Regions from separate parts of the Capra hircus genome. Here region 2 is linked to region 1. The links are chromatin contacts, called in public Hi-C maps. All regions are on one chromosome and are shown on one strand. The core of a region is the stretch at or near the end of the contact, and the rest is flanking DNA. Distances in the headings are between cores, read along the strand shown.

Region 1 (3,806 bases), core at 960-3,459:
TTCTCTGTCCCCAACTGGCAGTAACATGCTGACATAGGCTGTTTCTTCTTTCTGGAAAACCGTTTGTTCTATCTGGGAACAGTGATGAACAAAACTGGAAATTTCGGTATGTAGGTGGCTATGGCCTTAGAACATGATTTCTTTCCCTAAGGATTTTTGACCCTCGTGTGGACATCGTGCAGGCTGCCTGGTCCCCCTTCCAGCGTACATCTTGGCTGCAGCCACTGCTGATGGACCTATCTCCCTGGAGAACTAAACTGCAGGAGATCAAGAGCAGCCTGGACAACCACACCGAAGTGGTCTTCATTGCAGATTTCCCTGGTATGAAAAAAAGTACAAAGGCTTTGCTGTCTCCCTCCTAGCCTCCTAGGCCAGAGACACAGTGTGTGATGGAGCCGGGAGGGTCTGCTCCTGGTGGGAGGCTGGTTTTTGAAACCCGAGGTGGAAGTGCTGGTGAAGGTGTGATTTCTCTGTTGTGACTGGGAGTGAGTTCACGCCACCTTGGGGTGGGATGGGAACTCTTGCCCCTGGCAGGGCTGCACCTGGAGAACTTCGTGAGCGAAGACCTGGGCAACACTAGCATCCAGCTGCTGCAGGGGGAGGTGACCGTGGAGCTGGTGGCAGAACAGAAGAACCAGACTCTTCAGGAGGGAGAAAAAATGCAGGTGTTTGGCTTGAATTAACAATGATAGAAAACTTTTGATGAGTGCAGTTGATTTAGTATAAATGCAAAATCCTTTAACGTAACAGTAATGCAGTGGGAGGCTTCCCTAGTGGCTCAATTGATAAAGAATCCACCTGCCAATTGCAGGAGATGCAGGTTCAATCCTTGGGTCAGGAGGATCCCTTGGAGAAGGAAGTGGCAACCTGCTCCAGCATTCTTGCCTGGAAAATCCCATGGACAGAGGAGCCTGGTGGGCTACAGTCCATGGGGTCACGAAAGAGTTGGACACGACTTAGCGACTAAATAACAACAATGCATTGGGGCTGAAAAAGCAAGGGCCCTTGGGGCTATAAATAGCCTCGCACAGGATTCTAGAGGTCAGTTCCTTTGGATTCCAAAATACAAGAAAAAAGATGGAGGTGGGGAAGTGGAGGGAGGCCACAGGCTGGCTAGGGAAAGGCTAGAGGGTGAGAGATCCATTACTTGCCCCCTTTCAGTTGCCTGCTGGTGAGTACCATAAGGTGTACACAGTGTCGTCCAGCCCTTCCTGCTACATGTACATCTACGTCAACACTACAGAGGTTGCACTAGAGCAAGACCTGGCGTATCTTCAAGAATTGAAGGAGAAGGTGGAGAATGGAAGTGGTGAGCATCTGAAGATTTGGGCTGAGAGAGCCCACTTTATAGGAAGTCGGGGTCATGATCGAGGATCTGCCCACTTAACAAATGAATTTGAAGCGTCTAGCTGGGGAAAGAGGAGTTCTAGAAGAGAGAATGCTCTCTTCTTAGTGATTCCTCTTTTTGCCCTCTTCCGGACAGAAACAGGGCCTCTGCCTCCAGAGCTGCAACCTCTGCTCGAAGGGGAAGTCAGAGGTGGCCCTGAGCCAACACCACTGGTCCAGACCTTCCTTAGACGCCAGCAAAGGCTCCAAGAGATTGAACGCCGGCGAAATGCCCCTTTCTATGAGCGATTTGTCCGCTTCTTGCTGCGAAAGCTCTTTATCTTTCGCCGCAGGTAAGCTTTACCCAATAGTACTTGTCTTTGTCATCAGATGTTTGCAGGCTGGGTCACTGTTCTCTGGTGAGAGTAACAGTAGGGACTTTCCCCGAAGAGGACAATCCAGTGCTAAACTTCTCCCTTTTTCCTCTCTCCTTGCTCCTCTCCCTGATTTATTGGGAGAGTAAATGGTATGTCTGATGGGCACTGTCTAGTTCTGACTCAGCTTATCTCCTGTGGGTTATTCCTACCCGACCCTGGAATCCTCAGACTGTGTGAAGAGTGGGGTGCCCTTCCAGCTGGGATGGGGGTGTCTGGGGGGAGATTCTTGTCTGTGGGTGAGAGGCCAGATGACCAGGTGTCCTCTGAGAGCTTTGGCAGGATTGCCTGTGTTGAAATAGGAGTTTGGACAGCTGGCTTTTTCCCATCTTTTTCAGCTTTCTCATGACTTGTATCTCACTTCGAAATCTGGCATTAGGCCGCCCTTCCCTGGAGCAGCTGGCCCAAGAAGTGACTTACGCCAACTTGCGACCCTTTGAGCCAGCGGGAGAGCCGAGTCCTGTAAACACAGATTCTTCAAATCCTAACCCTCCCGAGCCGGATTCTCACCCTGTCCACTCAGAGTTCTGAGGGAGGCCGGATGTGGAGTATAGATGTGGCAGCAGCCAGTCACAGGACCATTACAAAGGCAGTGGACATGTGAAAACACTACTTCAGATTTTTTGTTTTTCCTCCATATCCATGGCTATAATAAATTCAGAGAGGATAGATTAGAGGGACCAAGGAAATAAGGCAAGGATAAGATTTATCAATTCCAAGGTTGAGGGGCTTGGGCAGTGGGGTTAAAAAACAATGTGAAAATGTCTTTCAAGGGGTAAGAATTAGGTTTAAAGTGACTTGCTCCTTGCCAGAAGAGAGTTAATGGTCCATGAAAATAACAGCTGCTGTTCTTAATTAAGTGCTTGCCATATACAGGCACTGTGTGAAGCCCTGTCCTAGAATTATTACACTTATTCCTTAAGAGCCATAAGCCCTATTTTGTGGTTGGGGAAGCTGAGGCTGAGAGGTAGTATAATTCGCTCAAAGACATATACCTAATAAGGGATGGACTGACTGATGGTCTGAACTTCAAGTCTGTTTGGCATAAAGTCCTGCACCCTGCCTCTTAAAATTTTCAGAATCACTGACAGTAATTCTGAAATAACATAGCTTAAAACTTGTCTGATTATAAAGTGTGATTAGGATGGTGATCAGGTTTTAGATGCAGAGTAATTTTCTCTTCACTGCAATTTTGATTCTTTTTTTGTTCCTATTATTTATACAGCCAGTTTTTCACTAGGGGTTATGAGCATAGAATAGCAGAAAGTTAAACTGACAACAGAATTTAGATGATTAGTAGTGATATATATCTAAAAAATAAGCTTAGTATTTAGCATTATTCTAGTTTTCAATGAGCAGGAGGTGATATAAAGTGAGATTTAACCAAATGTAATGAAATCAGGAGATGTTTACAGTCATGATGTGTAAGATTTGGATGTGATTCTGGAAGATCCTCAATTCTGTGAAAATTCAAAGGCCTGGCACTGGGCTAGGAAGTGAGAATGCATAATTAACAGAAACAAACGAAAAACAGGCCCTGCTTGGGAACCCTGTGTGGAGGCAGAGGCCGGCGGCAGCAGGCTGGCAGTCCCAGTTACTTTGATAAAGGATTACATTTGTTTTCCGTCTTCTTTTCCCATGCTCCACTCCATCCAATCTCAGGGTTCTTTCCTAGGTGGCTGCTTTTCACCATATACACTTGGGTTGACTATGTCCACTCCATGGTTTCCAAGGATGCCGCTGCTTAGATTTCTTTCCTGTGCTCTAGAACTGTTTATCTAGCTCCACCTGGCTATCCCAGAGTTCTTAACTGTCATAAACACAAGATGCGTTCATCCACAACTGCTTATTACCGAATGGCAGCTGTTTTTTTGATTCTTCCATTTTCCTTCCATTTCTTAAGATTTCAAGGCCCATCAGTTCTACCTCTTACTTTTCGGACCTGTTGAATTCATCTCTCCTACCTCTGTCCTTTCAGCCTTTATACTGGAATCCAGTTAGAGACAGATCAGAGCAGGGCTGCCAGGGAGTTGTGCAGGTTGGGCC
Region 2 (3,806 bases), core at 734-3,233, 130 kb after region 1:
GCCATTGCTGGAGATGTAAGAGACACAGGTTTGATCCCTGGGTCAGGAAGATCCCCTAGAGAAGGGCACGGCAACCCACTCTGGTATTCTTGCCTGGAGAATCCCATGGACATAGGAGCCTCTTGGGCTACAGTCCATGGGGTTGCATACAGTCAGACGTGATTAAAGCAATTTAGCATGCGCATATCAGACCCCATGCATCTGGTCCCATCACTTCATGGCAAACAGATGGGGAAACAATGGAAATAGTGACAGATTTTGTTTTCTTGGGCTCCCAAATCACTGCAGATGGTGACTGCAGCCATGAAAATTAAAAGACGCTTGCTCCTTGGAAAAAAGTTATGACCAATCTAGACAGCATATTAAAAAGCTGAGACATTACTCTGCCAGCAAAGATCCATCTAGTCAATGCTATGGTTTTTCTAGTAGTCATGTATGGATGTGAGAGTTGAACTATAAAGAAAGCTGAGCACCGAAGAATTGATGCTTTTGAACTGTGGTGTTGGAAAAGACTCTTGAGAGTCCCTTGGACAGCAAGGAGATCAAACCAGTCTGTCCTGAAGGAGATCAGTCCTGAGTATTCATTGGAAGGACTGATGCTGAAGCTGAAGCTCCAATACTTTGGCCACCTGATGCGAAGAACTCACTCATTTGAAAAGGCCCTGATGTTGGGAAAGATTGAAGGTGGGAGGAGAAGAGGATGACAGAGTATGAGATGGTTGGATGGCATCACCGACTCGATGGACATGAACTTGAGTAGGCTCTGGGAGTTGTTGATGGACAAGGAAGCCTAGCATGCTGCAGTCTATGGGGTCACAAAGAGTTGGACGTGACTGAGTGACTGAACTGAACTGAATCAGACCCCATCAGTGGGCCTTGGAGAAAGTCATACTGGTTGCAATTTTCCAAGCTGCTTGAAAAGTCCTCTTCCTTCTGGGTCAAGGAGCCATGCCCTAATCCTGGGGCTTCTTGTCAGCTGACATCTTGCGGGGGTTGGCCTGCTGTGTATGGCTGTCTTCATTCAAAAGCCAGCGTGGGAGTGTGGACTGTTGGTGGTTCACCTAAGGAAGACCTGGCCTCCAAGTATGGACACTGGCTGGGCTGCTTCCCTCTTAATAAAAAAGAAGGGTGGGGTGTTATATCTCCTGCACCAGTTTGAACCCACACTAGCCTGTATTAGAATCCTGGTTCTACTACTGAACTGGCAGTGTGACCCTAGACCTGTGACCCACCCTCTCTGAGCCACTCAGAGGATTATCTATTAGGCAGCATAACGACAAATAGTTGTGAGGACTGAACGAGGTCACGTTTAAGGCACCAAATACAGGGACCTCCCTGGTGGCTCAGACTGTAAGGCGTCCGTCTACAATGCGGGAGACCTGGGTTCGATCCCTGGGTTCGATCCCTGGGTCGGGAAGATCCCCTGGGGAAGGAAATGGCAATCCACTCCAGTACTACTGCCTGAAAAATCGCATGGACAGAGGATAGGCTACAGTCCATGGGGTCGCAAAGAGTCAGACACGACTGAACGACTTTCCTTCCTTCCTTCCTTTCCTGGTAGTGCAGTGGTTGAAACACTGAGCTTCTGCCAAAGCGGGCGTGGGTTCAGTTCCTGGTGGGGAAGTAAGATCCCAAATGCAGTGCGGGGCGGGGGGAGGAGGGGGTTGGGCGGTGTGTGTGGTGGAATAAATAAATAAAAGATTTTAAAGCACGGAGTACAAAGCAGGCACTAAAGGAGAAGTAGCTATTCCAGCTTAATCCAGCTCAAGGATCTAACAGTTGAATGGGATGTGAACACAGTCTTGCACTGACCAAGTTTACCACACAGTAATGTTAGTTTTTCCCTAATACCAGCCCAAATTCTCAGTCCCTCTCGGTGCCGAGCCTCCACCGGAGGGATGACTGCGAGGGGCTCGGCCCTCCCCTCTGACTCACTCGGGTAGGCGGGGATGCTTCCAGCCTTTCACGTCGGGGGCAGGGGCGGGGGTTGGGCTGGGGCCTGGGAGCAAAGGAGGGGAGGGCAGCAGTACCCGGAGCGAGCCAGCGAGGCGCAGACAGGCAAGTAGCGCTTGGGGTCTGACCAGCAGGCGCCTGAGTTCCCCCTGGAGGCTCCTGAGGGGCTCAGCTGGTCACGGGGCAGCCTGCTCCCCGCTCTTTTCTTAGGGGTGCACCCGCGTGTCTAATCACTTCTCCTCCTTTCCCCTAAGGAGGGGCGGGAGGGAGCAGGCGTGCTCAAGAAATGTTTATTTTACTCCATTTGGGACCAACTGAGCATCTCTCACTGGGAGACTGGAGAGGGAGGAGAAATATGAGTCTGTTAAAAAGAAGTTTTAGTGTTTGGTTACCAGATAATGTCAGTAATAGCAGTGTGTACTGTTAGACTTCCGAGGCTTGAGACTCCTAAATTCTCTTAAACGACCTGCTCTTTTGTTTCCTTGTTAGTTTGTTTCCTTGTTAGTTTGCAAACCCTCCTCCGCCCTCCTCCGTGATGGGGCCACCTTTTTTTCAGCCAGGTGAGGCTCCAGTGTAGAAAGAGAGCAGTGAGTTGGATTCATCCTTGTGCCCTTGGTCACTGAGGAGTCTAGAGCCCCAAAGCCACTCAGGTTCTGCCCTGGTGCACACCGGAGTGGACCAGCCTTGCTGGGGTGGGGTTCTAGAAGGGCGACAATGGAAAGTCAAACCCCAGGAGTGATCTGAGGTTTAACTTCCCATTCCTCTGCTAAATTGTGAACTGGGGGAGGAGGCAGGGGGATTGCTTCCAGAGATCCTGGGCGCATGAACTGAGGCCCCGGGATAAATTCTCTGTTGGCCAGAGAAAGCCATCTAGGTTTATTGAGCATCTATTATTTGTTTAGTTGTTGAATAGTCGATCGGTCATGTCTGAATCTTTTGCGAATCCATGGACTGCAGCCTGCCAGGCTTCTCTGTCCATGGGTTCTCCCAGGCAAGGATACTGGAGTGGTTGCCATTCCCCTTCTCCGAGGGATCTTCCCAACCCAGGGGTCCAACCTGCTTCTCCTGCAAGTCTCCTGCATTGCAGTCGGATTCTTTTACCACCGAGCCACCATCTATCATTTGCTTGTTAATTACACCATCTCATTTAATCTGCTTGTTTATCTTCATGCCCATTTTACAGATAGGGCACAGGGAGGCTACAGAAAGTTAAGTCACTTGCAAGAGGAAGCAGTTGTGGTTCAGTTGCTCAGTCATATCTGACTCTGCGATTCCATGGACTGCAGCCTGCCAGAAAGATGAAGCAGAATCAATAGTAATCAAACTGTTCAATCTTTCCATTACATCAGACCCTCTTTTTAAGGACCTGGAGACACTCAGGTACCAACCAGCTAGAGTTTGTGTTCTTTGAAGAGAACATTTAACTTCTCATCTTGTTCCAGTCCAGAAATTCTAACATGTGGATTGATTCTGTTCCACTGCCACTCCCTGGATGGGGCCCTGAAGGCTGAATCTTATCTCAAACAAGTCTGTTGATTAGCCCTGGGCCAAGCCTGGCCTATATCTTGGGGAGATGGGCCAGAGTCCTGGGCTGAAAGGCCCTTGACTTCCTTCTGGAGCGTGTACAGATTCTAGCTGCATCCTCCCATGCAGATTTAGGAGGGCATGGAAGCTTCTTCCCTTGCTCTACCTGCCTCCCGCTGTGTGATCGTGGGCCAGTCATTGTGCTCTCAGGGTCCCCCTAGCCTCCTCTGGAAAGCAAACAAGCTAGCTGGACAGACTAGCTCCAGGGCCTTATGATGTATTGAAGGCAAGAGGGCCTCTGGGTAGAGCCAGAACCATGATTCTTTTTA

Evidence for each region. A called contact is a pair of places that touch in the nucleus more often than the background predicts.
Region 2: a Hi-C map of blood shows a contact between it and region 1, with 2.2 times the contacts expected there. The contact joins the promoter of CAPG here to the enhancer-like site in region 1. A contact is called at or near these places in 4 of 5 Hi-C or Micro-C datasets (blood and liver).

The regions. Positions count from the first base shown.
Region 1 is chr11:48,979,547-48,983,352 of ARS1.2, forward strand. It overlaps GGCX (vitamin K-dependent gamma-carboxylase), which reads left to right. Exons shown (of 15, transcript XM_005686722.3): 11 at 152-321; 12 at 535-665; 13 at 1,162-1,309; 14 at 1,484-1,679; 15 at 2,099-3,806. The coding sequence ends at 2,291. Among named protein-coding and RNA genes, the nearest start is that of GGCX, 11 kb to the left of the region's middle. Within about 2 kb of position 2,210, at least 2 of the 5 cell types and tissues checked have an H3K27ac peak or open chromatin away from gene starts, as enhancers often do.
Region 2 is chr11:49,106,566-49,110,371 of ARS1.2, forward strand. It overlaps CAPG (macrophage-capping protein), which reads left to right and starts at 1,984. Exons shown (of 10, transcript XM_018055383.1): 1 at 1,984-2,058.